Regions from separate parts of the Zea mays genome. Here all the other regions are linked to region 3. A link is a contact called in public Hi-C data. All regions are on one chromosome and are shown on one strand. The core of a region is the stretch at or near the end of the contact, and the rest is flanking DNA. Distances in the headings are between cores, read along the strand shown. Region 1 holds the start of LOC100278401. Region 2 holds the start of LOC103635310 (dynamin-related protein 5A). Region 3 holds the start of LOC100856943 (dopamine beta-monooxygenase).

What was found. A called contact is a pair of places that touch in the nucleus more often than the background predicts.
Region 1: a Hi-C map of endosperm shows a contact between it and region 3, with 3 times the contacts expected there. The contact joins the promoter of LOC100278401 here to the promoter of LOC100856943 in region 3. A contact is called at or near these places in 10 of 25 Hi-C or Micro-C datasets (bundle sheath, ear, endosperm and 3 more).
Region 2: a Hi-C map of leaf shows a contact between it and region 3, with 5 times the contacts expected there. The contact joins the promoter of LOC103635310 here to the promoter of LOC100856943 in region 3. A contact is called at or near these places in 10 of 25 Hi-C or Micro-C datasets (bundle sheath, ear, endosperm and 4 more) and 1 of 3 datasets of contacts at active chromatin or transcription factors (leaf).

Annotation. Positions count from the first base shown.
Region 1 is chr8:68,234,648-68,237,851 of Zm-B73-REFERENCE-NAM-5.0, reverse strand. It overlaps LOC100278401, which reads right to left and starts at 1,586. Exons shown (of 5, transcript NM_001361336.1): 1 at 1,249-1,586; 2 at 72-665. The coding sequence starts at 1,340.
Region 2 is chr8:67,940,473-67,944,008 of Zm-B73-REFERENCE-NAM-5.0, reverse strand. LOC103635310 (dynamin-related protein 5A) reads left to right here and starts at 1,396. Exons shown (of 16, transcript XM_008657794.3): 1 at 1,396-1,954; 2 at 2,424-2,487; 3 at 2,588-2,692; 4 at 3,025-3,126; 5 at 3,349-3,399; 6 at 3,487-3,536. The coding sequence starts at 1,826.
Region 3 is chr8:68,100,099-68,103,417 of Zm-B73-REFERENCE-NAM-5.0, reverse strand. It overlaps LOC100856943 (dopamine beta-monooxygenase), which reads right to left and starts at 1,252. Exons shown (of 3, transcript NM_001254829.2): 1 at 831-1,252; 2 at 1-150. The coding sequence starts at 1,001.

The sequences.
Region 1 (3,204 bases), core at 337-2,836, 130 kb before region 3:
AAGTGGAAGACGCCCTAGAGATCGAGGAAGAGCCCAAGAGGTGGGCGTGGGAGTAAAGACGGCAGCCGTACCTGAGCGGGTTGGGGAGGGCCCCGCGGCCGTGGTGCGCGTCGCTGGCGCCGGAGCGCGGCGGGCGAGGCGTGGCGTAGCGGAGGTTGGACCCGCGGGCGTAGGGCGCTGCGCTCGGCGGCGGCATCAGATTGTCCGCCGCCGGCGACGATGAGCGGCGCGGTATCTTGCCGCCCGCCTGCCGCCGCTGCGGCGACGCGGACGCGCAGTCGCGGCGGCAGCGCATGCGCTTGTTCTGTCCCCACCGGAGCAGCAATTCGCGGGCCCCGGTGGAGCTCGGGGAGGCGGGATCGGAGTGGTCGGAGCAGTGGCCGTGGCCGTGGTCGCGCGCGGGGCTCCTGTTCGCGGCGACGGCTGCGGTGGGCGCCGAGTTAGGAGCCGTCGGCTGTGGCTGCGGTGCGCGAGCGCGCGGCTTGGGCTCGAGCGACGTCGAGGCTAGGAACGCCGCGATGCGGGAGCTGTCGGTGGCGACGGCCGGTGCCACGTCATCCTTGCTCGATCTGGGGGCCGGCGACACCGGCGCTGCAGGCTTCTTGCTCGCGCCGCTGCCGCTGCCATTGGGCAGCGGGAGGCCATCTGGGCTGAGCCTCGGGTATCTGCAGGGGAATCAATCAGACGGAATTCGAGTCAGCGACTGGATCGAGGAAGAGTAAGGTCCAGCACCTGGAGTCATGGATGAAAAGATGTGCAAAATCTCGTCTTCCTGCGTGAATTTGCAACCGCAGAAAACCAGAACGCTCGCAAACCGCAGCAGGACTCCACGTTAAACGAACGGTTCAGAGATCTGTGCAGAGAAATAATCATCCCAGAAAGCCGAGCGGATAATTCAGAACGAAAACCTGCAATCTATGGAGAACCGAACCGAGACCAGCGAAGAACCAACCAGCACAGGTGGGCGGGTGAGACACAGGCTGCGAGACGCGAGAACAACTGGCCTGCCCGCAGATCAAACGGCGCCTCGAAGAGCTTGCGAAGAGAACAGCAGAGAAGGGCCGCGAACACGGCACGAAAGGGAGAAACTTGTTCGAATCAGCCCCGCAGGAGCCGGCAACAACCACTGACTGCGGAAACGAGAGCGCAAATTCGCGGCTTTGGTCTCAGGAAAGAACACCGACGAACACAACGCTGCAGCTGCAGCTGCAGCGGCAGGCGAACGGGATTGGTGGTGGATTCGCGTACCTCGTCATGTCCAACGCCGACGCGGCCTTGGACGGGCTCGACGAGGCCACCACGTCCCGAGCAACCACGACGGCGTCCGCGGAGCCGCGCATCGATTCGGCGCCCTCCTCTACTCCTCCACCGGTTCTGCTTCTACAATCGCCGGTGCGGCCTCCCTCCTCTCCCGGCTCGGCGTTTCGCTCTACAGATCACCCACCTCGGCCGGCCAGACCGACAAGAGACGGCAGGGAACGAAGGTTCTGTTGCGAAATCTGGTGAGGCGGAGAACGCACAGCAATGGCGAGGAGGAGGAGGAGCAGAGCCAGCCTGAAGGGCCGAGGCTTTATCATTTCCACTCTACCGGCAACGCCCTCCACTCTTCCGCACCTTTTCTCGCCCTGCGAGGCCGTGGCACTCTTGTGGTAAACGCCGACGCTGATGGGCATTTCCGTAATCCCAGCGCAGAGGCATAGGTGCGTGATTTAGCTCGAAGTTCCATGGGATTTGCACAAGCGAACCCGTTCGTCTCCTAGACCTGCACGCTGCACTGCAACTGCAAGCAAGCGTTAAGATTTGAGTTGAGACACATAAACGCCGGATGCCCACCGTAGCAAAGCACTAGCAGCAGCAGACACCACGTCACTCGGAGACAGGCAGGTGGGCCTTCCCTGCAGTCCAGATAAGCCAAACGGCAGCCCTCGTTTAGCTTACGGCCGTGATCTGATCACTCCAGAGGTGGACGGCGATTACTGCTCCAAAACTCGGCAACAACTGGGCGGGCACTGCCCTCTCCGGGCCACCTAACCGACTGGGACTCACTGACGTGTGGGGTCATCGGATGCGTCTTGGCTTGGGGAAAGAGGAAAGGATGTTGGCCACGGGATTCTTGACGGACGGGCGGATTCGATGTGGATGCGCGCGTCCACCGGCCTGCATTTTTTTTGCATTTTGACCCTTTCTCGGAAAAAAATCACGTTTAGACCCTAAAAAATTTTAATGTCATTTTTGTACCCTTTGCTCGGCGCCATAGGCTATGGCGCCGAGGTAACACAGCTCGGCGCCATAAGCTATGACGCCGAGGTACGTGCTGCGCTGGCATAACTCGGACGTCGTGGCGCCGACTTGGCACCAAGCTCGGCGCCATAGATTTTGGCGCCGAGCTCAATTATAACCACAAAACTCGTCTAGCTTAGTTGATAGATAGTAAGACTCATAACCTGTGGTTGTGGGTTCGATCCCCATGATAGATGTGTAGTATTTTTGTCTTTATCACTGATTTGTTTTTTTTTCTAGATTTTTCATTTTTATGTAGATTTGTTCGTACAGATTTTTTTTCTTTTCTAGATTTTTGTTTTTGTGATTGATTTGTTTATTCGTTCAAATATTATTTTTTATCCGCCGCTGGTGCTCTGCTGCTCGCCTGCCGGCGGCGCTGTCGTGAGAGGCACCGGCGCCGTCCGATGCCCACATCATGAGGGCCAGGACGACCAACGGCTCCACGCACGAGCACGGCCCTAGCTTCTGACCAACTGCCATGCTCTTTACGTCTTTGCAGTGCTACACGCCGGGGATCCGAAAGGAGGCTGCTGCGCTTGACTGTGGATATATATATATATATATATATATATATATATATATATATATATATATATATATATATATATATATATATATATATATATATATATATATATATATAGTATATGTATTTAGAGCCCTAGGCTCTATTTAACTATAGGAAGCCCCGACCACGTACCGACCAGGTGCGCGACCGCACCGGACCCTTTTTGGCTTATTGTACCTAACTGCTTACGCCAAAATATAATACGAGTTATGCTGATGTGTGTATCAGTTTATGCAAATATAGTCTGCGCATATTACGTGCATCGGGCCCACGATCCGGCCCACGCCACCACTATAAAAACACCCCCACGCCGCCAGGAATTAGGTTTTAGCGGCGGCGGTGATCCTGGGGGC
Region 2 (3,536 bases), core at 147-2,646, 160 kb after region 3:
TATAGAAATAAGTTTAAATGCTGCCAGGTTCGCCAAGCAAAATGATGTAACTGTCGGTGATTATTATAATTCAATGATGGACAATATTGATAAAGTGACCAACAAGAGAGTGACAACCTTAGGAGAAATAGAAAAGGACAGGATCATGGTCGCCAAAGCTTACAACAAGAAAGTCAAGGCTAAATCGTTTCAGGTAGGGGACCTGGTATGGAAGACTGTCTTGCCTCTAAGGAGCAAAGATCGATTGGGAAGTGGTCGCCAAGCTGGGAAGGCCCTTACAAGGTTACACAGGTGATGTCCGGTAACGCCTACTTGTTGCAAACACTACAAGGCAAAGACTTGCCCAAGGCATTAAACAGGCGTTTCCTCAAGCAGTATCATCCTAGTATGTGGCAAGATGCTTAAGAAAACCGATGTGATCACATCGAGTTAGTTGCTTTTGGTTCGCTCAGCTCCGCTAAAAGGCAGGGGGCATATGTTGGGCGCCAAAACCGACCGGGCGGATGATCCGCACTGGTGGCGTGGACGGTCCACGCGCGCACAGGATCAATTTGGGTTCCGAGTTTCTTACAGGATTGGTTAGCTAGATCCGCGGAATTAGCTCGGGAAATCACGTGTAACGGGTCCAGACCTCCCCTATATATATATATATATATATATATATATATATATATATATATATATATATATATATATATATATATATGTGGAGGGCTACGATAGATTGAATCATTAACAATCGAATCAATCATCAATATATTTCTCGTTTTATCCTGTACATTTGGAGTAGTTCTAATTTAGCTTTAGTTTAGCCCTTCTCTATCCCAAATTCTCCACTTCTCTTCGGCTCTACGTCGATTAGAGGTGTCTAGGGTGGCTTGCCGACCCTAGACAAGGTCTAGAATCTCTCCTCCCCGACAGGGTCCCTCCCGGGAGCGAGATACAGGCGTTGTCGGCGAACACCGCCGCCCCTGCGCACGCGCAGACCGTCCAGCCCGTCAGGCAGGAACCTGAGCCCTACGACAGGTTGTGGATCGTCCGACCCCTGGCCGCAGACCGTCCGTGTCTCCGCAGAGAGCACCGCCGCCGGTTCTCAACGCAGTGATTGACGTCTGGATCAACACCAACATACAGATTCTTTGTGTATTAGAGAGAAGCCATTGGAAATTGTACTATATTGTCGTAACAATTTATCGATTTTGACACCTTTAAGCTGGATGGCAAAACATTGCCCGAACTTGATAGCTAATTTGGTGCTCTAGATGATGAGGATATTGTAACTTGCCTTGTGTATCTTTGGGCATAGAATTGTGTCCTCGTTTAGAACGCAAAAAATGTATAGAAATTGTACACAGAGTTTAGAAGTTTTATTTATAGAAAAATCATACGTTCCAAAGTCCAAACAGAGCTGAATTACTGGTATTTTTCAGGTTCTTACAAGTAAACTTTACTGAACTAAACACATATTTCAAACTAAATTCAGGAGATCAAATTTACAGAAACTTCACCAAAATTACGCCGGTACGCCAGACGCCACGCCCATTTCTTCTCCACGAAGCCTTTGAAGTCCCAAATCAACTCCCGCAGACGCCTCCAAACACCCAGACCAGACCACCGTCGGCCGTCGCTAGCCTGCGCAACATCTCCAGGTCCAGGGTCCAGGCCACAGCTCGAGCCCGACGACCGACGCCTAGACGCGGCTGGGCGGTCGGCCTCGCCTCGTCTCCCCCCTCCACGCCTCCTTTCTCCTGCTCCGCGTCTCGATCTCGCCTCCCCCGCCGCGTGGCGCGACCCGGCCAGGTATCGCCCACCCTGCGCTGCGGCCATGGATAACTTGATCACCCTCGTCAACAAGCTGCAGAGGGCCTGCACGGCTCTCGGAGACCACGGAGAGGAGAGTGCACTCCCGACGCTCTGGGACTCGCTGCCGGCCATCGCCGTCGTTGGAGGACAGGTGCCCGTCTTCCCTTCTATGGCACGCTTTTTTGTGTTGGTTCTGATCGGATCTGGTGCTGTCACCCCAGCTTCGTGGGGGTGGATCTCGCGGGTTGCTGGTGGTGGAACCGCGATGGTTAGTTGTTGATGCGGCCTGGCGCTGCTTGGATCTGCAATTTCTCGGAGTCCAGGAAGTTAGATTTTGGTCACTTACATTTTTGAATCCGAAGCAGTTTTGATGCGCCCAGCCGCTCGCGTGATTGCTTAATCTCTGAGTCTTGGACTTCCGTCTGGTTGGGAAGCTAGTCACTAGTGTGAGCAAGTAGGGATGCGAGTATGCTCATGTGATGTTTCCGTGATAAATATCGTAGTTCGATGCTATTCCTCAAACTGGACTGTTGTTTTCATGAACATATATAAGCTCGTTTCGATCTCTTCATGCATAATTCAAACAATGCCGTAGTTTGACGTTTGAATTTTGCTGACAGAGCTCTGGTAAATCCTCTGTGTTGGAGAGCGTGGTTGGGAAGGATTTCTTACCGAGGGGTTCAGGTATTGTTTTGGCAAGAAGTATCTCCTGTGAAGTCCAGTTCTATCTTCTAGAATTAGGTGTTCTGATATGTTAGTATTGTGATTGGAACGGTATCTGCAGGCATTGTAACCCGGCGGCCGCTGGTACTGCAGCTCCACAGAATTGATGGTGACAGGGAATACGCCGAGTTTATGCACCTTCCAAGAAAGAGATTTACAGATTTTGGTAATTCATCTGCTCCTTTTTCCTTTGGGAGCTGCATGGTTCATGACTGATGAGATATAATTATATCAAATTACATTGTCACCTATGGTTGAGGACTGCTCTATAGTTGAATTTCATGATGCTCATTGAAACATCCTTTTTATATTATTGCATTAGTTATGCTACTGTACTAGCTTCTGGTTTGCTGTATTTTCCTTAAACATGAACTAACACTCACACTTGTTTTGTGGGAAATGGTCTTCAATGGTAAACCAGACTTGTCTGAATTTTAAACTGTAAACTCAATTTATCCAAATGGTATTTGGTACACAATGATAGTTGTATTCTTGCAGCTGCCGTGAGGAAGGAGATAGCTGATGAAACCGACAGAGAAACAGGCCGTTCAAAGCAAATATCACCTGTCCCTATCCATTTAAGCATATTTTCTCCATATGGTAAGATGCAAACTTTAGCAGGGTACATTGTTGCGTCTCATTATCACATCTCAACTGTTCGCTTCCTAGAGATTTTGTTTGTTGCAAAGGATTTATGGGTTTCCTTTAGCTTGTTGACTCGGTAATTGGTTGGACAGCCGTACCGTGTGTTATGTGGTTTATCTGATATAGTTCCATGCCCCTTATTTTTTTGTTGTGCTTGACAATTTTACATTCTTGCAGTTGTGAATCTTACTCTTATTGATCTTCCTGGGCTTACTAAAGTAGCCGTTGGTAAGTGATTATCGATTTTTTTTCTTGTTCTTTATTTAGATGTTCTTGTGACTTGTCCTAATCTGCTATTGTCTTTATTCTTGGCAGAGGGCCAACCGGAGAATATTGTTCAGGACATTGAAAACATGGTTCGCTCA
Region 3 (3,319 bases), core at 3-2,502:
GACGTGGGGGAGCCCCTTCTTGCCGATCCACCCCACCATGGCGCTGGAGCCGACCATGAGGCCGTCCCTGGAGAACCCCATGCCCACCCACCCCGTGCTGTACATCGTGGACAGCACCACCCGCAGCACGTTGTCCTTGTCCTGGTGGTACTGAAAATTGCAATTGCAATGGATGGATACATGAGGAGATGGTTTGGTTCATACGTCAGTCAGAAATGCTGCATGCAGATGTACTCTATGCTGTGCTTGCTATATAGATTGTCCACAGTTCATCACAACAATCTGGATGGATAGTCGAAATATAATGCTACTAACAGCTACAGCCGAGGATCTTTTTTTTAACTATTGCATTACTCTCTTTGTCGTGCTTGATGATAGATAGGTAGATCAATAATGCAATTGCACGTTGCCTGTTGGTCCCCTTTATCTGAACTGTACGCTTTCAGCTCTATTGGCTCTGCTACTGTGCTACCTCCAAAACGGATTCTGATTTCTGATCCTGAGGATTTCCGCATTGCAGGTTGCTGCCTAGAATGCTGCGTCGTTTAGCTAGAAATCCCTTACCAGCTATCGATTTATTACAGCCGCTGGAAAGGCTTTGCTATGCTGAAAGTTCAACAAGCAACAACGCAAGCAGAGCATCTGAGTGGCAATCTCGCCTGCAGCCTGCAGGCAACAAGATCCACCCACCCCTGGCTGTTCTCGCGAGATCCCAAGCCCCAGAAACCGAACCACTGGCGCTGCACCGAACAGCAACAGAAAGCAGCAAGGCGGACTGCGGAGTGCGGACAGGCATGGCGACGGCGCGCGCGTGCACTGCACGTACGTACCCGGAGCACGAAGTTGTTCCAGACCGGCTGGCAGGCCAGGCCGGAGTAGTTGGCGGCGAGCACGGGTGGGAGGTCGCCGCTGCAGGTCTCCATCTGCGCCGTCGCCACCGACGCTGCCACGCCGAGCACGACGAGCAGCGCCGCGGCCACCGACGCCGCCGCACGCGCCATGTCACCCGTTCCTAGCTAGGTCGCTGCCTGCAGGCTGCAGCCCCGGCGACGACGACGACGCGAGACAACTGGTGCACGGACTACGGGGCTCGGCCGCGGGTTGCTGGGGAGTTTAGGGAGGAGGGAGGGAGGGACCGAGATTGTTGGGAAGTTGCGGTCAGTGTGAGTTGGTGGTGCGAAAGTTTTCTTTTTATCCTCGCCTTCTTCTATTCCTCGATGCGTTTGCGTTGGGTTGGCGATCTCACTGGGTGGGTGATGTGTCGCTAGTGGTGCATCTCGGAGCCCAGCCAGCTTATGATTGGTGCCTGTGAAGCAACGGTTGGTGCCGCCGCTGGGTTGGGTGTCCCTCTCGGCCGTGTCTGCGTCACAGTGGCATGCCGGCTCCAGATCTGGAAGCGGTTCAAGTGGTGACCGTGTCCTGGTCCGGTGGAGTGCAAAGGCCGCGAAAGGAAGGGGAGGAAAAAGAGCACTCGCGCACCCACTCGTGTACTGCTGGAAACATGTGGGTTTCCTGGAGTGAGAAGCGAAGGGTGTGGGAATGAAGAGTGTGTAGTGGAAGATCAGGTGATAAACATTTTGGTTGCTTCAGCTGTGAAAAAATTGTAGGGAAGTAATAGTACATAATGGTGTACGGGGCCAACTTTCTTGGAGGTGAAAAAGTGATGGCGTCAATAGGCGTGGAAATTTGGCTCGGGCTCGACGAGACGGCTCGGGTTCGACTCGCGAGCCAAAACGAGTCCGAGATGACGCCTGTTTTTACGGCTCGTCAGAACTGCGAGCCGAGCCGGTTCGGTCTAGCTCGCGAGCCGAGCTAACAACGTCGAGTATATTATTATTATTATTATTATTATTATTATTATTATTATTATTATTATTATTATTATTATTATTATTATTATTATTATTATTATTATTATGTTTTAAACTATTTTAATGAAATTCTTGAATTTAATACGTGATACACTTATATTGTAGTCTAAAAATATAGTATACATAATTTTTTTATCTTATATATAATAAAAAATATATAATTTATACTCTAAACATGATTTAGTGTGAGACTTGCAAGCTGGCTCGAGCTGGCTCGCGAGCCGTTACCAAGCCGAGCTGAGCCTCTCGGTCAGGCTTGCAACATGACCGATCCGAGCCTGGCTCGCCTCGCAACTGCACCGAGCCGGGCTCGGCTCAGCTCGTTTTCAGCCCAGGCGTCAACTCGATCGGCTACCAGACACGGTTCTGAATCTCGCAGAGAGCAACTCCAAGAGTTTAGGTATAATCTTAACTAAATTTAGACTTTTATGTGGTCGCTGAAAAATAGAAAATAGAAAGCTTCTCAAATGGTAAGATAAACTAGCAGACTCTCTAAATCTTGTTTTCTTCCCTCCAACTCGTATTTCTGCTCAAACAAACTGTAGGAAAACTTGTCATCTCCGCTCCTCACCTCTTCTTCTACCTCCACAGTTGCAATGAGAGCTGACCAGTACATGTGATGGAAGGACACGTAATCACATACGGAGGAAAAGGTAGCAGACAAAATAAACTCGTTTTTGACATTTCATCGAGTACCTTGGGGACATTCGAGCCATTTGGACGATGTGCTCCAAGAACTTGCCGAGCATAAACGCCTAGAGCAAGCACCAGTACTGAGAGATGCTCGAGAAAAAGCACATGTAGATGCTATCGTAACCAGCCAAGAGGAGGATGTCCTACAGGTCGCTCCGGGAGCACCGCCTCTGCCATTGCCCCCTCGTTCTTGTCCCCTCGCTAGTCGTGGGCTCGTGGCATCCGTCGTTCTTCAGTCCATTCCCCTTGTCGCCTGTGCCGCGGTAGGCGATGACAAACTAGCCCCACTACTGTCGGCTCAGGTGCCCGCACTCTCTAGCCTTGCCCTGCCTCTAGCGGACGAGCCGACGCTGTCGAGATCGAGAGAGCGGGATGACCGGAGAGCACGAGCAAACCGTGGCAACGGAGGACGGGAGAGCGCGCACGAAGCATGGTAGTGGAGGGCAGGTGTGGAGAGATGGTGAGTGCCACAGCCTCGGCAAAGATACCGAGCGGAGTGAAGCTGATGCCAAGCGAGATGAAGCGAAGAAGATGGCGAGTCTATTGGAACATTGAAAGTAGCCTAGAGGGGGTGAATAGGCTAATCTGAAAATTTTCACAACAAACTTCGAAAGATTGTTAAATACACAGTTCGACTGGTGCAGGCCGGTTCAACAGCTACGTGCGCAAGTTGAACCACTCTGAACCAATACAACTGTTTTATAAACTTTAGACTATAATCTACTCGAAAAAGTATTTCGTGAGTCCTTTTGAGA